3 separate regions of the Anser cygnoides genome follow, and all the other regions are linked to region 3. The links are chromatin contacts, called in public Hi-C maps. All regions are on one chromosome and are shown on one strand. Each heading gives the region's core, a stretch centred on a gene start, on an enhancer-like site or on the middle of the called end of the contact. The rest is flanking DNA. Distances are from core to core; before and after follow the strand shown. Region 1 holds the start of ZNHIT6 (zinc finger HIT-type containing 6). Region 2 overlaps COL24A1 (collagen type XXIV alpha 1 chain). Region 3 holds the start of SH3GLB1 (SH3 domain containing GRB2 like, endophilin B1).

Region 1 (2,700 bases), core at 148-2,647, 240 kb before region 3:
CCTATGCACAGAAAGATCTCGAGCCGCAGCATCAGCTGTCCTTCCTACATCTTCCAGGAAACGATAATCTGAAAGCAAAAAACAGAATAGAAAAAAAACGTAGTGCTAACCTACTACAAATGGTGAATTTTAAAAAGCACATGGAATATTCTTACCGCTCAGAAGGTTCAAATCGGTAAATTCATTTACAGAGATAAATGATGTTTTATCCCTGACTCCATTACAGCTCAGTGCAAGCTTATGCTTCTTTACACACGATAGACTGAAACGACACAAAAAAGAACCATTAATACGCCACGCTCAGCACAAGAAACATAACAGCTCAATTTAGATAACAGATACCTGCACGAATATTTCATGCATCGCGGACATCTGTACTTAGCTTCCTCTTCACTACACGTTTCACATCTGAAAGAAGCAGAAAACACCTCTTAGGAAAGTGGCAGCTTTGTGCCCAGCTGGCAGTGGCTTGGGAGGGCACCACCCAACAGGCAGGCACGGTGCCATCAGCTGTCACGTTTGGATAACGTTACCTGAACCTTGAAAGGAGAGAGGGAAAGCACAGATAGCTTGGATTTGATAAGCTAGTGGACACAGCAACATGAGCTACGGTGAATATCTCCAAACACGTACCAGGGTCCTACCGATATTAAAATGCACCGCAGAGACGCTTTGAGGAACACCAAGCTAATGCAGGGCTGGAAGCACAGCAAGGCTGCATCACTTTATGCTTCGCAGGCTGCTCTATCAGTGCCTTTCTGCATTTATATTACTCATAATGTGCATTACTACTTTTCATCTGTCTAAAACTGGGTGCATCAGTGTCTGGGATTCACACTATGACCTGAACACCTCCGCTGGCAGAGACCAAACCCGGGAGCCTCCTGGGGCTGCCTCCCTCCCTCGCTCCCTCCCAGCCCCTGCCCGCTGCCCAGCCGCCCCGCACCCTGTCGGGCAGCCAGGCCGGCCGCATGGCGCCGCACCGCCGCTCCTCCCTCCCAGGCGCGGCGGCAGGAGCGAGGATGCCCGGGGCAGGGCGGCGCCGAAGGGCTCGGACCCCGCCGGGCAGGCCCGGCCCGGAGCAGCGGCCTCGCGGTGGGGAGAGGCCGCCGCAGGACGCGGGCCGCAGCCTCCCCGCGGCGGCCCCGGAGCCCCCGGGAGGCGCCCCCCGGGCCGGGCCGCGGCCGCGAGGGGAAGCGAGGGCGCAGCCCGGGGGCTGCGAGGCCGCCCCGTCCCCGCGCCCCTACCTCTGCAGGGACATCTTCCGCCCCCCGGCCGCCCGCCCGGGGCTCCCGGGGCCGCCCTGCCCCGCCATGGCTGCGCGGCGCCGCCTCCGCACGCGGGGCCCGACGGGGCGAGCCCGGCCGAGGCCTTCCCCCGGCCGGCGGCGCCGCCTGGCGGCTCGCGGCGGCCTCTGCGGCCCTCCCGCGTGGAAATCCTCCCCGCCTCAGCAGGGACAGCAGGGCTCTGACACACAGCTGTGGTCTAGCTCAGGGCTTGCTCTAAAATTCGGGGTAACAAAGGAGACGATTGCCTCCAACCATCAGCAATTAACAGCTGAGGGAAGGTACCTTCACAACACCGTGGGACAGAGTTGGGCCAGAGCTCCTGGGAGTGCTTTGAAGAGCTCAGGTGGCTGCAGGCAAGCGGCTTCCCGAAACTCATGCTGCACAATGTAATAGTACGCTGCTTTCAACCGACCGTTTCTGGCAGCCTCCCACCTCAAGCACCACAGTACATTACTGGCTGGTAGTGGCCCGGTGCACAAAGTCTTCGTGCAGTTGGCATGGGATTTGCATTTTTGACTCAATCACAGAAATGAAGATATTTACATCTGAGCAGACTAATAATGCTTTAAGATATGTGTTTTTAAAATAGACGATTTCTGATAGAAACTAAGAGAAAACAAATACAGGCTATAAATAATTTCCAAAAGTAAGGCAATAAGATTAAAAAATACACATGAAGCAGAACATTTTCTAACATTCTTACTGTACATATATATATATATCACATCAGCTCCAAAGACAAACTAAGAGCAAACGCCAAGTGATGCTGGCAAAACTAGCAATCTTGAAAATGCAAAAGCAACAGGAAGGAATTTTCTATAACCTTTATTGTCATTCAGTGATCTTACATAGTTTTTGATCAGATTTTCTCACAGGGAACAAAAACAATGCTTTAATCAAAAACATAGGATGTACATGTACTTTACCTTGTAAAAAGTAAATACTTGTGCAATATTCCACGGCATTTCCCCTTGGAAAACAAAGCACTAGCACCTAAAAAGTACCCTTCTAGAGGATTTCCATCATTGCTGAGAATGAACTATACAGTATCAAAACAAGATAGTAAAAGACAAACGGACAGTTTGGAAGCTTATTTTATTATAGCTTAAGTATGCTTTCCTGTGGATCAAGACAATTAAACCAGTTGTTTGAACACTTCCCTGCTTTGCAGTATGGTTTGGTATCATTTCCCACTTATCTGCCATCTTCCTCAGTAGACTTTGGATTGAAATAGATACATCGTTATAAAAGAGTTATAAAAGAGTGCTTTTCCTAATAGTAAAATTGTTTTTTGTTTGTTTTTAATAAAGATGGTTGAACATTTTAGGCTTAATTTAAGGAAACAAATGATCTAATAATATTGCAAAAAAATGAAATTTCTAAATTGATGAAATGTTGATTATAATTTAAC
Region 2 (2,700 bases), core at 126-2,625, 150 kb before region 3:
GAAAGGCCTTTGCAAATTAAAGGCTACACTCTTTATGGAAAATTATGGAAAATTTGCTCTAGCAAAACCCTCCAGAGCAGACTGACACTCAGGGAACTGAGGGGTTGTTGGGGATGCAGATGGCATTACTCTGTTAAACAGAACAAATCAGGCATGGCGACAAATGTCATCAGCACAGGGAAGATGGGAAGAAGAGTCTTCCCTTCAAGCTCCTGCTACCACAGGCTTCCTAGGCAGCCTCTGGTCTCCGCTGCAGCTCAGGAAAAGGCTCTGTAAATATTCCATCAGCATTGCAGGCCCCTGCAGCTGCAGCTCGGGCCCCTTGCTTGAACAAGCCCTGCAGGGTGAGTTTTGGGGGAGGAGGGGGAAGTGTTGCTGCCTGTTTGAGAAGGCAGCAAGATCAGAAGTTGTCTTGACAGATTAGAAGGAACTTGTCTGCAAATATTTGTGTTAAAACAGGCTTCTTTGTAATGGGTAAGTCTAATTTCAGATCCAGGCTTTCTGAGTTTAATTCTGTTAAAGTACTGTTCTTCCTCAGATCTTGTGGAAAGGGCATCTCTGCTTTCTCAGGAAATGAGGGAGACTTGGGAGTACAAAGAGGGGGGAAAGAACTCACCTTTTGATATAATTTGCCAAGCAGCAGGTCACATAACCCCTCAGAGTGCTTTGAGGATGAAAAGCTACATGCTGGCATCACCTGACATTCCCACAAGGGGAACTTTGCCTCAGTGACAGGAAATGAAGAATATTTTTTTCCTTATGCTCCAAAACATTAGCATCAGAGGATAACAGCTATAGCAGCAAAATTTGCATAACCTTTTCTAAAATAAATTCCTCATAAGGGTGTCTGGAAAGGACAAGCCTTCAGAAAGGCCATCTCTGCCCAGTTGCTGACTCCGGTCCGTATCAGAACAGTCTTTAGAGACAAACTGACTGCACTTTCCAAAGCAGCATCCAGCAAGAAGAGCTGATTCAAATCAGTTGCTTTTTTGCCCAGCACTGATTGGTCATTTGTCTTTTCACTGTTTTCCCATATCAAAGGAAATTTGAGTTTGGAGTCTTCAGCCAAGAGTTCCCTACAAATAGAGCAAGACAGCAAAGCTTCTTTGACAGTAGCCAGTAAAGCAACTTGACTGTGCTGCAGTTTGAACACCATACCACGAGAGCACTTCAAGTCTGCACAATGCCAAAGCCAAAGCTGTTATCATACTGATTATAATGCAGTAAATGACATACTTGTATTCAAAATGACATAATTGTGTTCAGTAACAGTTCAAAGGACAAAATCAACTATCAAATGCATAAGTATACGAAAGCTGGGGTTTGGGCACAGAGGCAGAATCCCATTTGTTAAGACGATCCTAGAATAATGGTTTAAATAAGAAATACAAAATCATATCTAGTGCAAGAAGTTTTGGAGACGAGACATTCATCAGCAATGCAATGAGGACAGTAAGACACCTGGTTCTCAAGGTAGTCAGCACCTGCAAGAGTGGAAACTGTGCTCTCAGCAACTGTGCAGTTGTCTTCTCTAATACACCTGCTTACTACAGAACTACCCTCGCACTTTCCACATAAAAGTAACAGCGCAAAATTTTCCTGTGGACTTCAATACTTTGCTTTTCAGGCATAAATCTCCTTTCTGTTTGGGAGAGGAGTTAATATTGAGTGTTACATATTTTACTATGTTAATTAAAACATAATATAATACTTACAGGATTCCCATCTGGGCCTGGGGGGCCTCTATTTCCAAAGTCACCTGGAAAACCCTGAAGCAGAACAGAAAATGTTTTCTTTGTCCAAGACACAAAGGATGGTCTAAGCGCTTTGTTTGTTTTAAACTAATTTTTATGAGTGTACTATGGCCAGGCAAATCTCAACAATCTACTGCCATAACTGTAAGGTGTGACGCACATAGCATTACTGTCTTATCATTTAATCAATAGAGGTTCATAGGTTAGTGGTCAACTCAGCAGATTTAACTGATTCTCAGTCTGTACACCAGTGGCCGAATTTTTGCAAGGCACTGAAAGCGTACTATAAAATTTCTCACACACAAAATGTGTATTTGACAGTGTCTATCTTGTTAAAAGTTACCAGCTGACAGGATATAGACAGAGATTAATTTACTATTCTTTTCTTAATAACATACTTTGGTTGTATAGTCTACTGCAGGTAGATGTTGGAAGAAGCAGAGTTACCACGACACACAGGAGTATCGATTATAAATAAAGTGAAAAGAAGAATACAATGGGAGTTTTGCCAGCCATCAGATCACAGATGCAGGCCACAGATGATTATTTATATACAGCAGGAACACAGCACAGCACAAATTATAAGGGCACTAGATTACCCAGTCATCATAATCCCATTATCTTCTAACTGATGCTGATAACACTACACTAGTAAGTAGAAAAAGAACTGAATATGCAACAGGAAAACAGATAAGCCTAAAATTGAAAGTAATATAATACTACTACTGTGCAACAAATGTTTTATTACATCAATATCATCATCTAACATTATTATAAAGCATACGAAGGACAACCATTCCTATTTTTAATATAAAACAAACTGGTTTTGCATAGTTATAATGGACAGGATTAGTAAATTCTTGGTATAATTTACAACATCTGTTCTGTCATATTGACTGCTGGTTGTAACTAATTCCATACAGAAGAAAGCTATGTAAAAACATTC
Region 3 (2,700 bases), core at 146-2,645:
AATACGCCATAGAGGGCAGCACTTTCCTCTCTGGTTGGTGAGGTTTATACGCCATGGGCAGCAACACGGTGCAAGGTTCACAGAAGACTAAGCAGTATTTTGTTCTGGCCAGAGCTAGACCACGTCGGCTTTTGTGAATTCCAGCCTGAACACACCACTTGTCCCAGGCATTCCTGGGGTACCTCTCACCTGAGGTGATGCTTCTGCCTCAGCGTCAGGCACCCCTGCACTCAGTTGTTCAGTATCTCTGTCTTGTTGTGGGACGCCACTGGGAGCTATTGGCAACACCAATGAAAGCTATGAAAAGAATTACATTTGCGTCTCCAAATGTAAAATCTTTGATGCTTCTGTCTTTTCACACGTTGTATGCTGATATCACAAGACATACTAACCAGTTCTTACATGACCACCTAGAGCACAGCACTGTCTCCTCCAACACCAGAGACTCCTGAGACCTTATTATGCTAGTAGAACTCCTTTTAAGAAATGGAAACAAACATGCCATATACTTTTTGTATATAAACAGTTACACACATAGGTGTTTATTATGTAAGTGACATGATAAAAGCTGAAAGTGGTAGAACACGCTCAGGTAAACAAACGCACGCATACAGTAGCTTTCAGGCCCTCTCCTTAGCAGCAGTGCTATGGGTACAAGGGGAACTTGACACTGCTTGGCTTTTGTTTTGGCTTTAATTCCTGGAATCTGACCAGCACTTAAGAAAGATTGTGTTGGTTCTTCCGGTTACTTCCTTGTTCTGGAATTCACTTCCTGCCTTCGTGCCCTAGGATTTCCTCCAACTTTATCAAACCTAGCCTGGGGTTACTTAACGTTGGGATTAGCTGGTGAATTACCTCGCCAAATGACCAGGTTCACTTTCAAGCAGGGAATATTAATTCATGGCTAATGATAACACCTTGTGAACATTTCAAACTAGCTAGCCCATGCCAAAGGTCCTTTTTTCCTTCCTGAGCATTCAAAACTAACAATGAGGGATGCTAAAATAGTGGAAAAATTATTAAAAGCAGTGACTGTTTTCTTCTAACTTGCTTTATTGGTGGCGTTAAGTTACATTATGATACTCGAGGCGTTTTCAAATACTCCTGCGATGTTCTGCCGCTACTTTACGGTTGTGTCTCTGCACAAAACCAACAGTTTCTGAACGACCGCTTCCAGGCTGTGCCCGGCTCAGGCTCTCACAGAACGCCCTGAGGCGGGCGGTAACGGCGGGCGGCTCCCTCAGGCGGGGCGCGAGGCGCGACCCCGCACGGCGCCTCCGGGCCGCCCCCAGCGGCGGGAAGCGCCGCCCGCCCGCTCCCGCCCGCTCCCGCCCCGGCGCCGCGCCCGCCGTCGTCCCTTGCGCGGCCGATCCGGGCCCTGCGCCTGACGCCGCGGCCGCGCCCAATCGGCGGCGGCGCCGGGCCCGGGCCCTCCCCCCGGCGGCTCCCCACAGGGCCGGGCCGGGCCGGGAGCGGCGGCGGCCGCCGGAGCTGAGTCAGCGCCGTGCCGCCGCCGCAAGATGAACATCATGGACTTCAACGTGAAGAAGCTGGCGGCCGACGCGGGCACCTTCCTGAGCCGCGCCGTGCAGGTAGGGCCGCCCCGCGGGGTGGGGTGGGGCGGAGGGGGCACCGCCGTGACTGGGCTCCGTGAGGCCGCCGCGGGGCGTTGGCCCGGCCCGGGGGAGGCGGGGGCAGCCCGGTGCTCCTGCGGCTCCGCCCGGGGAAGCGGGGCTCCGACGGGACGCGCCGAGGCTGCTGTCTGCCGGGGGTGGGCTGGTTCGGGGCTCGTTGGGCAGCCTATTGTTTCTGAATCGGTTTTCCCCTTTCTTCGCGCTGAGGGCACTGTAATTGGCTTTTGTTCCTTCGCCGTTGTCTTGAGCCGTAATCCTCTTCCTTTACATAATCAAACCTGACCAGATTTCCTGTGGGGAGGTGGAGGTCCGAGCAGAGCGTAGTAATTCGCTGTGGTTTCTTGTGATTTTTCCGTGGGTCACGGTCAGGTTTGGCACGGGATTAAAGCGGTTATCTGGTGTGATCAGGCTGATGTATTGGCCTAAATCTCCGTGTTCAAGCAGAACCAGCAATCAGCAGCAGAGCTCTGAAAATACAACCTCATCAGAAAACATTGTTGCTCCGATTGCAATGAACTCCAAGTAGTAGTTGTGGCTTTCCTTTGTGATGGAGGTCTTTCCATGCCCCCCCTTCCCCGGCTTCTGTCAGGGCTGCGTGCTTCCCAGCCTGTCTTCCTTTCCAGCCTCCGCCCCTTCAGCTTTTCTTGCTGGCCAAGGGAAAAAGGGACGTGAAGTTCACCCCTCATTGTAAGAGCCTGTGGCGGGACCTTGCGATTTTTGTCACCTTCTCCTCAGATGAGAAGCGTAATGAAGCCCCTGAGGGGGAGGAGCGAATCCTTCACACATTATTGCAGTCCGAGTGGCTAATGCTGTGTGTGCTACTGCTGCTCCTCCTGTTTTGTTTCTTTATTTGTGTTACTGGCTATGGGAGGCCTACAGATGAGACTGAGAGGCAATCTGTTTGTGGATTCGTTTTTTTATGTTTGGGCATCATTGGATAATGTGGTGTAATCTGACAGTAGTTCCTTTGATATTAGAAACAAACAAATGAAACAGTTCAGCGGCATAAAATGATGTGTAAGAAAGCCACTTAACTTCCATTTCAACTTACTTCAGCCATCTTACA

Evidence for each region. Hi-C and Micro-C count contacts between places; a contact is called where the count stands out from the background.
Region 1: a contact with region 3 is called in a Hi-C map of liver, with 2.8 times the contacts expected there. The contact joins the promoter of ZNHIT6 here to the promoter of SH3GLB1 in region 3. A contact is called at or near these places in 2 of 7 Hi-C or Micro-C datasets (granulosa cells and liver).
Region 2: a Hi-C map of liver shows a contact between it and region 3, with 2.4 times the contacts expected there. The contact joins the enhancer-like site here to the promoter of SH3GLB1 in region 3. A contact is called at or near these places in 2 of 7 Hi-C or Micro-C datasets (both in liver).

The regions. Positions count from the first base shown.
Region 1 is chr8:18,486,788-18,489,487 of Taihu_goose_T2T_genome, reverse strand. ZNHIT6 (zinc finger HIT-type containing 6) reads right to left here and starts at 1,397. Exons shown (of 10, transcript XM_067001236.1): 1 at 1,248-1,397; 2 at 343-408; 3 at 156-262; 4 at 1-68. The coding sequence starts at 1,315. COL24A1 (collagen type XXIV alpha 1 chain) reads right to left here. Exons shown (of 60, transcript XM_048059107.2): 60 at 2,099-2,700.
Region 2 is chr8:18,395,461-18,398,160 of Taihu_goose_T2T_genome, reverse strand. COL24A1 (collagen type XXIV alpha 1 chain) reads right to left here. Exons shown (of 60, transcript XM_048059107.2): 13 at 1,716-1,769. Among named protein-coding and RNA genes, the nearest start is that of COL24A1, 44 kb to the right of the region's middle. Within about 2 kb of position 1,375, at least 2 of the 3 cell types and tissues checked have open chromatin away from gene starts, as enhancers often do. A contact at or near this core is called in liver, where this site is marked.
Region 3 is chr8:18,242,013-18,244,712 of Taihu_goose_T2T_genome, reverse strand. SH3GLB1 (SH3 domain containing GRB2 like, endophilin B1) reads left to right here and starts at 1,395. Exons shown (of 11, transcript XM_048058911.2): 1 at 1,395-1,592. The coding sequence starts at 1,521.